3 separate regions of the Sus scrofa genome follow, and regions 1 and 2 are each linked to region 3. The links are chromatin contacts, called in public Hi-C maps. All regions are on one chromosome and are shown on one strand. Each heading gives the region's core, a stretch centred on a gene start, on an enhancer-like site or on the middle of the called end of the contact. The rest is flanking DNA. Distances are from core to core; before and after follow the strand shown. Region 1 holds the start of STAM (signal transducing adapter molecule 1). Region 2 holds the start of HACD1 (very-long-chain (3R)-3-hydroxyacyl-CoA dehydratase 1). Region 3 overlaps STAM (signal transducing adapter molecule 1).

What was found. A called contact is a pair of places that touch in the nucleus more often than the background predicts.
Region 1: a Hi-C map of liver shows a contact between it and region 3, with 2.3 times the contacts expected there. The contact joins the promoter of STAM here to the enhancer-like site in region 3. A contact is called at or near these places in 1 of 5 promoter capture datasets (fetal liver), 9 of 47 Hi-C or Micro-C datasets (alveolar macrophages, embryonic fibroblasts, fetal heart ventricle and 6 more) and 2 of 2 datasets of contacts at active chromatin or transcription factors (alveolar macrophages and skeletal muscle).
Region 2: a Hi-C map of liver shows a contact between it and region 3, with 3 times the contacts expected there. The contact joins the promoter of HACD1 here to the enhancer-like site in region 3. A contact is called at or near these places in 2 of 5 promoter capture datasets (fetal liver and liver), 13 of 47 Hi-C or Micro-C datasets (adipocytes, alveolar macrophages, embryonic fibroblasts and 8 more) and 2 of 2 datasets of contacts at active chromatin or transcription factors (alveolar macrophages and skeletal muscle).

The regions. Positions count from the first base shown.
Region 1 is chr10:43,945,509-43,949,722 of Sscrofa11.1, reverse strand. It overlaps STAM (signal transducing adapter molecule 1), which reads right to left and starts at 2,733. Exons shown (of 16, transcript XM_021064813.1): 1 at 2,473-2,733. The coding sequence starts at 2,512.
Region 2 is chr10:43,926,962-43,930,852 of Sscrofa11.1, reverse strand. HACD1 (very-long-chain (3R)-3-hydroxyacyl-CoA dehydratase 1) reads left to right here and starts at 1,412. Exons shown (of 7, transcript XM_013980233.2): 1 at 1,412-1,753. The coding sequence starts at 1,497.
Region 3 is chr10:43,982,478-43,986,750 of Sscrofa11.1, reverse strand. STAM (signal transducing adapter molecule 1) reads right to left here. Exons shown (of 16, transcript XM_021064813.1): 3 at 2,105-2,180; 4 at 1,928-2,023. Among named protein-coding and RNA genes, the nearest start is that of STAM, 38 kb to the right of the region's middle. Within about 2 kb of position 2,975, at least 2 of the 83 cell types and tissues checked have an H3K27ac peak or open chromatin away from gene starts, as enhancers often do. A contact at or near this core is called in liver, where this site is marked.

The DNA of each region.
Region 1 (4,214 bases), core at 1,484-3,983, 37 kb after region 3:
GTAGCAACTACTAAAAATAAAAAGCATAATATAGGATAAAACTATCTTTAACGGTAAAAATTTGGTAAAGACAAAAGGTACTACAGTAGTTTTGAAAACGGTGAAGACTGCAATGGGCTAGAGCAGTGCTTCTTAAGTAGAAGCTACTTTGTGCCCCCAGGGGACACTGAACTATGTCTGGAAAAGTTTTTAAGTCCAACCAGGGTTTGGGTGGGGAGAAGTGCCACTGGCATCCAGCAGGACGAGGTCAGGGATGCTGCTGAACACCCCACATGAAGAGGACAGACTCTCCCAAAAGAGGCAGTTAATTGGTCCAAACTGTCCATAGTGTCACTAAGGAGAAACCCTAGGTTAGAGTAATCAGGAAATGATTCAGAGATAAGTTGTCTTCTGAGTTGGCCCTTAATCATGAGGACGTATAGAAAGGTAGAAGAAATAATCAAGCAAAAAGCATAAAAGCAATAAGGAGCTCTGCGTTTGAACTGGGTGGCGTAAGTGTTGAGAAAGGGTTTGGCATTAAGAGATTTATCTGGGAGTCCTGCTGTGGTGCAACAGGATTGGCAGCATCTTTGGAGCACTGGGAAGAAGGTCTGATTCCTCATTAAGGATCCAGGGCTGCAGCATACATTGAAACTGCAGCTCGGATTTGATCCCTGGCCCAGGAACTCCATATACTGGGGGACAACCAAAAAAGGAAAAAAAAAAAATTATAATTTTTAAAATGTTTAAAAAAAAAAGGAGGAGTTCCCGTCGTGGCGCAGTGGTTAACGAATCCGACTAGGAACCATGAGGTTGCGGGTTCGTTCCCTGCCCTTGCTCAGTGGGTTAATGATCCGGCGTTGCTGTGAGCTGTGGTGTAGGTTGCAGACGCGGCTCGGATCCCTTGTTGCTGTGGCTCTGGCATAGGCTGGAGGCTACAGCTCCGACTGGACCCCTAGCCTGGGAACCTCCATATGCTGCGGGAGCGGCCCAAGAAATAGCAAAAAGACCAAAAAAAAAAAAAAGAAATGTATCTGAACCCAATGGAAATGTGGGTTCAAAAAGCAATAAGATATAAAAGTGACTGGGTAGTTTGGAAGCTAGATTATACACAACCATGAAAATCAATCAGATCAAGCTGCTGGAAATAAAAGGAGCAAGTATCAAGAAAATGTTTTATCTTAAGCATTTGCCCTGGAAATTAATGTAGTAAGTTACAAAACTGCCTGAGAGCAGCAACCACAACTTCTTCATCACTCTTATGCCACGCAGCAGTGTCCTGTCAAGAGTGTGTGCTAAGTCCTTTTTAAATTAAATGTAACTTCCCAATTATTTATTAACTATTACATATTAATTCACTGAACCACAAACAGTGAATCAATATGTCTTCCCTCTCTTTAGTTTGAGAACGTTGGGATCTCACTTTGAGCTGGGCAGTGTCAGAGGTAGGGCTGAACCCTTTTCTCATCTCAACCCAAACCTTCAAGTTTCAGTGGCATGCAGTAAGCTGGAGTTAAAAAAGCAAAATTCAATTCCTTCTTAATTAAAATAAACAAAGACATTAAAAAAAAAAAAACCTCCCTAAGGTTGCCCTTATTCTTCTTTACTAGAGTAACCAGACTTGGTTCTTAACTTGCTTTCATTCCACACGTGTGTACGTACCAAAGTAGGTCCCAAGGGGATTCAAAGCATTCCAAACTTCTCTCCCTGAAAACTCAAAACTCCTGTAATGATCACCCTCAGATCAGAAAAAATAAAACAAAATAAATACAAAGCTAACCTGTTGAATCGGTATGATCAGTATTTAAAACCAATGATTCAGAAAGCCCCGCCCCCCCCCAAAAGAGCACTTCAAATTCACAACAAATTAGGATTGTCAAAGTTCCAGGTCCTCTTCCACAATTCTTAAAGCACTGAGAGGAAAGCAGCCCAGTGGCTCAGGTCCTCAATTCGGTTTCTGTTGCTGCCAAGTATTCCATTTTCCTCTCTCTTTCCCCCAATACCTTTGAGAGTCTATCCTTAAACAGAAGCTCTCTCCTTCCGTTACAGTCCTAAAACGGATTTTTAAAAATCCTCTAAGGAAGCTAACCTAAAACCTTTGACATACGTCCCGGGAAACACTTTTTTACAGGGCTTATCATCCCACGCTGGCTGAGACTCCCTTGCTTTCAAGTGCGTTCACCCAGAAGCACGGTCCCGGCACCAAATGCTGTACCAGCTGTTCCTCCGCGGCCTCCCACATCCACCTTTCAAGCAGTTTTTTCCAAGCCCACAGCCCCAGCTCAAGGCCCATTTTGCAGGCTCCCTCAGTCTCATTTCTTTCAAAAAGGATGCGCCAAGCCCTCAACCTCCTCCAAACTCGTACAGAAAGAGCCTCTGTAAAGGGGAAGAACTCGGCCCCGGCCCGGGGGGCCCAGAAGGTCCGCGGAGAGCCGGCAGCGTGGGCTCGCGGTCCGCCGAGGGGGTGGGGCTGGGAGCGACCAAAGCACTCACCCACATCCTGATCAAAGGGGTTGGTGGCAAAGAGAGGCATCTCCACTGCGTGCAGAGGTGTCCGCAGGGACTCCCCCTCGACAGCACGGGAGTCAGGCTGGGACGTGGGAAAGGAGACTACTCAGGCAAAAACAGCGACGCAGACGGAGTCCACGGGGACCTCGGCAGCTCCTCCTCTCCCCGACCCCCAATTACCGCGGCGGCGGCGGCGGCGGCGGCGCGGCAAGAGCTGAGAAGCCGCGAAGGCCCCCTGCGCGCGCGGAGCCTGTCGGGAATCTAGGCGCCCTCGGCGCTGCCTGCCCAGAACCTGCCCGGAATCTGCCCCGCCAAAACAGGCCCCATCCCAGCGCCCCTTCCATCCGGCCCCCCTCTTGATTAGCCACGCGAGAGAGGGGCAGTGACACCTGCATTTTCTGCTTTAGCTTTGGCCGGGAGCCTCCGGAGGGCGGGGTCCTCCAGGCGCGCAGAAGCCCACTAGTGAGCCCAGGAGTGAATCAGAGAGTGAGCAGATAGAAAAGGGTCGTGTTTGAGTACAGGGAGAGCCCCTTTTCCCCTCTCTCTGTTGGTTATCATAATTTTGTGATCCTTGTGGAGGAGGATGGAAGTGCCTTCTCTCGGGCGCATCTAAGTAAAAAGGCTGTGAGTTCAGTTCGCTGTCTGCAGTGACCAGAAACTGGCTCAGGTTGAAGTCATGTGAGCGGGAGGGATTGGCCCGAATCCCTAAGAGGGGAGTGTCAGGGCGCGCAGCTCCCTCGCGGAGGCGAGGTAACCCTGGCACCTTCCCGAGAGTCCCCAGACGTCCGCTTCAGAAGCTCTGCCGAAAGCACTTCCAGTTGGGCGTTGGCACCTACTGACTAACTGTGCAGTCACTGTGTGTTTACGATGATTGGAAAACCAGTTGCACAACCCACGGTGGTCTATGATAACCCCCAAAACCGAGCAAAGAAAGAAAGAAAACAAAAAAAAAATGGAGATAGCGATTGATAGGTGATTCTTAATAACTTAAAATATTCAATGATTGTATTGTACGTTTACCTTAAGGATATATCATGTACGAATTTTAAGGAGTATCTTCTAGAGATCTTTACATCCCACTTGGAACATCTTACATGCATCTTGCATGTAAATTGGAATTATGTTAATGTATCAAAATTAGAGCACTTCCAAATGTAGCATATAAACGTTTACAACATGTCAGTAACAGGGATTAGTATTGTGGTATACGAAAAGAGTGCTTACAAAAATTTATTAAGAATGAAATCTCATTTCTAAGAGTGAAAAACGCAGATTAAAGTAGCATTTAGGTACGTTTTTGTCATTCAAAATGAAAAAGGATCATGGATGTGGAGAACTGTACACTTTGGTTGATGAAATTATTAGTGTCCCTAAGAGAAATATTTGAAAGTACGTAACACAAGCTTTTAAAAATGTGAATAGCTGTGGACCCAACAATTCTACTTTCTGGGATTTATCCTAAAAGCATTCGTTAAGAACATGATCAAAGATGTTTGTGAAACATTGTTTATAATGTCAAAGCATGGTTAAACACTAAAATGTCCAACATCAAGGGAGTGAACAAATTACTTCACCTCTTGGTGCCTCAGTTTCCTCATCTGTACAAAACAGGAATTAAAAATTGGGTTGTAATGATCCAATGGATGAACACAAATTAAAATACAAAATTAGGTGCCTAACATAGAGTAAACACTAAAAAGTGTAATTGCTTTAACTAGTATTGGTCA
Region 2 (3,891 bases), core at 163-2,662, 54 kb after region 3:
GCAAATAGTTTTACTGATTTCCCAGCGTGAATGCCTTTAAAAACAGGTCATAGTTTTCATCAAATTTGAACAATTTGCAGCCAGTATTTTTTCCCAGCCACATCTCAGACTTCCCCTCCCCTATTGGAATGTCTTCCGGTCTTCCTCAAAATTATCTAAGATCCCCGGATGGGGCTGGTAGTGCAGCCTAGGGGAGGTGCCCAGAGCCAGGTGCACCAAGTACAACTTTCTTCCTTTTGCTGTGCTCTGGACCCTCTCATTCACCTGGAGATGACTCTCCACACAGAGGAGCTTCCTGGACTCAGGTCCCTGTGGTCTTTGGTTGTGGTCCCTGGCCCCAGGCCAGGCTCAGGTTCCAGGACAACCCAAGAAGCTGATCGCTTCCCTGGCCTGGTGCAGACTTTCCTTCACTGAATCAACGGAGATCCGAGTTGCCACAATCGTGCTAACACACTGATTTGCAGGTGACTCAAACGGTTCCAGGCCTGGAAGTGCTTAAATCTCACAACCCCATGAGGCCGGTTTTTAAATGATCCCGGTAGAGGAAATTGAGGCATAAGAGCGATTTAGTTGCCCGAGCTCAGGCAGCTACTAAGACTGGTGGAGCTTGGAATTTAGGGTTTGAATTTCAGTAATCTGACTCCAGAGCCTGCCTTCTTAACTGTGTGCTTTAAGGGGAAAGAGAAAAGAGCTCTTAGGAAAAGGCATGTATGTTTGGAGGAAGATTGTAGGAAAAAAAAAAAAAAAAGAGAGAGAGCGAGAGAATGGATAACAGTGGGATATCACGTTTCCTGCAAGAAAGCGTCTTCTTAGCCTTATATCTGTCGATTGTCTTTACCTGTTCAAACTTTCCTCCTTCGGTGTCTCGTCATGTCCTGTTTCCTCCAGCTTCCCTCTTATCCGCCCACCCCCCAATCCCGCGCTGCCTAGCACTCAATGCCCTTAGAACACTGGCTCCAGTGCAATCCACGCAGGTGGGACAATTTGATTGCGGGCCCCTCGTCCCCATACATGCCCTACAGGCAGGGAAAATGGTGAAGTGGGCGCTTCTTCCCCAGAACCTCTTAAGAAAGAGTCTTTGGCGGGAAGCTACCACCGTCCCTCTCCACAAACAATCTCTGCAAAGCCTGGGCGGGGCCCGGTCAAGTCCAGGTGTATTTCCACTAAATGCACTAGCAGGGCCCCCGTCGCCAGTGTCGAGAAGCCCCGATGTGTCTAACAGTGGGTTCCGCAGGCTAGCAAGGCGGAGGTTTTCCCGAAAGCGGAAACGGCACTGCAGCCTCCAGATCATACCTAAGGGCTCGCGCCCCCGCGCCCAGGCCCGGCGGCCCGGTCCCCACGCGACGCGCGCTCCCGCAGGCCGTGGGCAGGACCGGGGGCGGAGTGGGCAGGACCCGGGACGGGGGGTCGGGAGGGGCGGGGCGGTGGCCGGGGGCGCCCGCCCCTCCCACTGCGGGCGGCCGGGCTGGCGGCACTGAGCCCCCTGCGCGCGGCACATGGGGCGCCTGACAGAGGCGGCGGCAGCGGGCGGCGGCGCTTCAGAGGCGCGCTCGGCCGGGCCCCCTCCCACTCCCCTGCCCCTGTCGTCCACCTCCCCCGGGTGCGCGGCCACCATGGCGTCCAGCGAGGAGGACGGCGCCAACGGCGGCTCCTCCGAGGCCGGCGAGGAGAGGGAGGCCGCGGGCAAGAGGAGGCGCCTGGGCTTGTTGGCCACCACCTGGCTCACCTTCTACAACATCGCTATGACCGCGGGGTACGTGCGCCCCGAAGGGCCCTCCCCGCGCCGCTGCCCCCCGACATTCCGCGCTCCGGCCGCCGGCGGGGCGGCGTGGGGCGCTGGGCTCCCTGGAGGGGTCGCCTAGCGGGCCGGGGGCGCCTGTGCGCGTGCGTCCAGGGCGGCCGGGTGGTCGCGGTGTAGGAACGGGGAGCGGGTGGCGGCCGTGGGGGAGGGGCGCTGTCGCCTACGCCGCCACCGTCGCCGGGCTTGAATGGAGCGGAGCGGGGCGCGCGGGGGGCGGCGGGGGGGGCCGGGGCCCTGCTTCCCGGGCATTGCCTAATACGGTGCACGGTGTGGCGCGGCGGCCGCGGGGCGCGGGCCGGAGGTTAAGTATAGACCCGGGCAGGAATGCGGGGCCGACTCGCGGGGGAGGCGGCTCGGGCCCGGCCACACCGGGCGCCGCCGCTGCTGCAGCTCCTGGTGCACAAACGCCGGGTCCCGCCACCCCGGAGCCCAAAGCTGCCCGGCCGGTGGCCCAAACCCGCTTCCTCGGCCCCTGGCCTCTGGAGTGAATTTCCTTGTGCTCCCGATCTCTGGGCAGAGTGTTCCTAAAGGTTCATATCATCGCATTTTTTTTTTTTTTAAGTAATAGTGAGCCCGACAGCTTCTTACTTGGGTCGATTTTCAAAAACCCTACCTTATCGGAGCATGGCACTTGTGTCCAGCATCTTGAGGGCTCCATGACAGATAGGCTGTACTTTTATTTCTGGCTTTGAGTGTGACTTACAAGTTAAGGTTACACAATGACTATCACTGCAAAGAGCTCTCACAGTGGCTTGGGTCCACCGCTTTTCAAAACCTGCTTGGGAAAATGCTTTCCGGTGTCTAAATGGCATTGCCGTTTAAAAAAGTTATTTTCCTGTTGTCTCATGAAATTATTATTAACTTGTATAAATGTGGGGGAAGTTAAACTTCTCTAGGGCTTGTAGAAAAAGGTGATTGACAAAGATTTAGTAAATGATTTGACACAGCACTGAATACCTATTTTGTGCTTCATATTAATTATAGTTGGTTAAAAATATTAACATTTATTGGAAATTCTGTGTGCCAGGCACAGGGTCTGTTACTTGAAACGTAAGGGACATTTTTGACCCTCTCCAAACCTCTGAGGGCTGCAGGATATTACAGTTAGTAGAATGGGAAACTGAGGCACAAACACGCTAAGTAGCTTGCTCAAGTTCACACAACCGCAAGAGTGAGACTTGGATTTCAGCGCAGACAGACTGACTCTGGAGCCATACTACTACTTTTTTACACTATTAAATTTCGCGATTTTTAAGAAGTTTTATTGAAGTATAGTTGATTTATAATGTGTTAATTACTGCTGTAGAGCAAAGGGATTCAGTTGTATTATATCCATTCTCTTTCAGATTCTTTTCCAATAAAGATTATCACAGAATATTGATTAGAGAGCCCTGTGCTGTACAACAGATCTTGAAAGAGAAAACTAATATATTCAGAGCTACTGGAGAACCGTTGAAGACACACTGTGTGCTGCAGCCTTTCGATAACCTGGAGGCTGAAAAATTCCCTCTCCTCTCTGCTAATCTCATCCAATTAATAAACACTTGGGGACACCTGCCATTTATTAATGGTCTGCTGTCCCTTTCCTTTCCAGAACACTCTCCCTTTTGAAGGCCAGGTTACCTTTGAAAAAATGAGACTCGATGCATAACTCTGGTTTAAAGCTTTGGGTGACACCCCATTAACCTCCGCTGTAATGGAAGGGATTTTTGGCTGTCTGTCCTTCAAGGCTCTTTGCATTATCTCCCCGATTCCCCTTTCCAGTTTTATTGCTTTTGAAATCTCCAATATCTCACCCTGCCCTCAAAACACCATGCAATTTTGTTTTCGTGGCTCTCTCCATCTTTGCTCAGGCTGATAATCATTCTGGGTAATATTCCCTGTCGTCCTCTGGTGACTTCTAACCAAGCCACCTCTTTGAAGTTTTCTGGGTCTCTTACCCCACCTGGAATGGACTTAAATGTTCCCTCACTTCATCCCTAACCTTCCCTCCCTGGCTCACAAACCACTGCTCCCGCGAAACTTGTCTCCCTCTTGTGTCGAGAAGGTCCCATGCCATTTTCATCTCTGTTTAAAGGCAAAGGTAAGGG
Region 3 (4,273 bases), core at 1,726-4,225:
GGCTAATGATTTAATACAGATAACATAAATATAAAAGTTGTATTATATAGTGTTACAGATCTCTTTTTAATCATAAATTATCCTTAGCTATAGATGATCTATAAGAAAATACAGATGGCTACTAAAAATAAACTAATTTTATTTTCACACTACAAAAAAAAAGAGATACCGTCACATATCTCACATTAAATTAAAACATTAAATATATAATAACATTTTGGAGGTCAGAAAGACAGGACTTTTCATTGTATTTTGCAACTAAGCAAACATTATACTTGAGGATGACAAAGAAAAGTTGTTTTGCTTGGAGTTCCCGTCAAGGCTCAGCAGTTAGCGAACCCAACCAGCATCCATGAGGATGCGGGTTCAATCCCTGGCCTTGCTCAGTGGGTTGGGCATCCAGCATTGCCATGAGCTGTGGTGTGGGTAGAAGGTGCGGCTCTGATCCCTCATTGCTGTGGCTCTGGCTTAGGCCAGCGACTACAGTTCCAACTGGACCCCTAGCCTAGGAACCTCCATGTTCCACGGGTGCAGCCCTAAAAAGACCAAAAAAAAAGTTATTTTGTTTTTTGCAGATCAATAAAAAATAAGTTGGAAAGAAGGAATAAATAGTACAGTTCTTTTACTTCTAATTCCTGACTGTTTTTTGGGGGAGGAGGGGAAGGGTGTGCTTGCAGCATTTACATGTTCCTAGGCCAAGGATCAAACCTGCTCCACAGCACTGACCCGAGCGACAGCAGTGACAATGTTGGAGCCTTGACCAGCTGAGCCACCAGGGAACTCCCCTAATTCCTGACTTTTAATGTGCATGACTATGTTCTTCCCAAGTTACTTCATTATCTGAGGGCTGGCTGGATGTCCACTGCATGTCAATATTCCTAGAAACTTCAATTCTTCAAAATAGTATCTCCCCTTGAGTATAAAATCAATATGTTCACAGTAAGACATGTGGACAATAGAGTTCTTTCTCCTATATGCAACTGTTTGCTTTTCAAAATAGTTTTTCATGTTACTAAATACTGAGTACACATTCTCACTTAAACATTATTTTAGAATCTCTTCATAAATAGGTGTACATTTTGATGCATAGTCAGGACACCAAAAGAATGGTTAATAATTAGTAGAAAATGCCTAAACATAACTGAATAAAGCAGAAAAGGAAAAAATTATCACGTAACCATGTTTTAAAAGAAGTACAGAATTTTAAATTAACTCATTTTTGTACCATTTCCTACTAAAATCTGAGAATCATCCCCCGCTCAAAAACATAAAGCATTTTCCCTTTTAACACTTAAATTTTTCTTGATATGTAATTACCTCCCCCTCCCCCAAAAAAGCGGAGGCAGAAAGAATTACCTTAAGAATGCATGAATTTGTACTGGAAAAACGCACAGGTTAAATTAAATTTTTTAAATTCCTTAAATTGCTGGACTTTAATTTTTTACATATGGTTAAACAGTATAAAATCACAATCTTGTGATAGTTAGGTGCTAGTCTTACTCGTGTCAAGGTAAAAACTCAACATTTCTGAACAGCTCTTTATTGGGAAAGTACCTCTGTGACTAAAAGAAATGATTACAGAAACTATGCCTAAAGTAAACTGCTTTCTCTTAATCAGATAAAGAACTACACATATTTTTTATCAGCAGAAAGGAATGATGAAGAAAAGCAGTTACGGATATTCTAATTTGGCTTGACAAAAACCAACTCTCTAAGTTATGTCAATCTGGAGTCTCTTCAGCAAAACCTAACATGTACTTACACATGGGATAGACATAGCCTAGAAAGAGATATTAAAAAAAAAAAAAAAAAAAAAAAAAAGCACGGACTAACCCTTTGTGATTTATAATGTGAAAAACTAAACAACAAAAACATACATGGAGAAAGAAGGCAGTCTTAGTTCACTTCTGGAAAGAACGTGCCTTACCTTGTTTAATACGTTGCTTACTTCACTAGCAAAATCTCTTGAACATACTTCTAAGTGAAAAATTTTGCCACAGTTTGATACACATGCTCCTAGAAGCTAAAAGCATAAAATCAGAAGTTAAGAGGGCTCAATTTCGGCAGACAATTTTGCAGTAGATCTGAAAAATGTTTCACTCACAGTCAGAGCCTGCATAGCAACGTGAGGGTCTTTGTGGTTCACCCTCCTCATAACAGAGCGAAGACAATCTTTAGGTCTAAAAAAACAAGAAATGTAACAATTAGTAGTACATTCCACCTTTTTCCCCCCTTAACTATAAAAAGCAAAAGACTGTTACACAAAAAGGAGAATATGGGAAAGAAGTTTACTTTTTTACTAATGACGCAATTTAAAAACTGTACATTCAAAAGTTCCTTTACACTTTTCAAACAAAATTAACAGGCTCTCTTCCTTAGTAATCACAGATTAGGCATTCTGGGCTAATTCTGGGTGGAAAGTTTTGAAAACAAAACGACAGACCAAGATTTCTACTTCCAGTCATGATGGAATAAGTGGAACCAGATTTAAACTCCTGTTGTAAGCTATTAGAAAACTGGAAAAATATATTTAAAACATGTTTGGGACATTAGGCTGCAGGTGGTGCTGAATGATGATGTTTAAGGAAAACAAATTAGATAAACCAGATATTTGCCTCAACTTTCTATCCAGAGGCACTTTCTAGATAATGGAATAGGCCTTCCGCCTAAGGGCAGTTTCTGGATCTCAGGGTAGAGAAGGTGATCCCAAGAAGAGAGAAGAGCCCTCACTGGGTTGAGAGGACAGAATCAGAATCCTCACAGGCTATACGAGCTAGAATTTGCAGGCCACAGAAGGAGCTCTAGGAAAAAAGAGCGCTGGATACCTGCCTAAGGGTCCACTTAGGTTTGGTATGGAAAACAGCACAAGGCTGGGCAGAAAGTGACCGAGAGAGAGCTTTCCATTGAAGGCTTCCCCATGCTCACACCAAAGTGCAGAGCCCCTGCAGCAGGGCATTCAGACCTTGGGAATGGGGCTATGCTAGTCCAAAAGGCTATTCTAAATCCATTCCACAACAGCTTAAAAAACAAGCCATAGAAGGATAAAGTTCATCCAAGTGTAAGTTAACTTCTGACAGAATAAAGTCCAATATTCATTAACAGGAATACAACAAAACCTGGCCGTCAGCAATGTAAGAGTCTTAATAGTAAGCATTCAATCGAAAACTACTGGCTATGACATGAAGCAGCAAAGAGTGAAACATAACTAAGAGAAAAGTCAGTCAAATGGAAATGTACAAATTACATAAGCTATTCTAAGTACGCTCAAGATGTTCATGAAACCATCAACATAACAAAGAAAGAAGTGGTATATATAGAACTCAAAACTTCCAGAAAAGAAAAACATATAAATGAACTAATTACCTAACTAGATGAAATTAATCTGCTGGAAATGGAAGGACATATCTAATAAGGGGTTAATATCCAGAATATTAAAAAAAAAAAAAAGTCCTACATCTTAACAACAAGAAAAAAGAGCAAGCTAACTGAAAAATGGGCAGAGGACTCAAACAGGCATTTCTCCAAAACGGATGTAAAAATGACCCCAAAACACATGAAAAAATGCTCAACATCATTAGGGAAACGCAAAATAAATCATAATGAGATACCACTACACATTAGGATGGTTATTATTTTTAGAAAGAAAGAAAATAGAAAAAAGGAAAATACCAAGCCCTGGGGATGAGGGGAAACTGACATCCTGAGGCATTTTGTTGCTGGTGGTGATGTAAAATGGGGTAACCACCTAGCAAAAGTTTAAGAGTTCCTCAGAATTTTAGACAAAAAGTTACCATATGACCCAGTAATTCCACTCTGATGTATACACCCTCAAGAACTGAAAGCAGGGATTCAAGCAGACATTTGTACACCATGCTCAGAGTAGCATTATTCACAATAGCCATATCGCTATCAATAGATGAAGAGATAAGCAAAATACAGAGGAATATTATTCAGCCTAAAGGAATAAAATTCTGACACATGCTATGACATCAGTGGACCTTGAAAACATACTTGGGGAAAGAAGCCAGACACAAAAGGATAATAAATATTATATGACTACACCTATATGAGGTACTTAAAACAGACAAGTTCATGGAATAGAAGTCACCAGGGACTAAGAGGAGGGGGAAGTGGACAGTGATTATTTCATGTATGAAGAGTTTCCACTCAGGATCATGAAGTTTAGGAAATGGACAGCTGGACACACACATACAAAAGAAAAAACATTATCGAGTGATCTGAACTACAAGAAGCCCTGGAAAAATCGACCAGG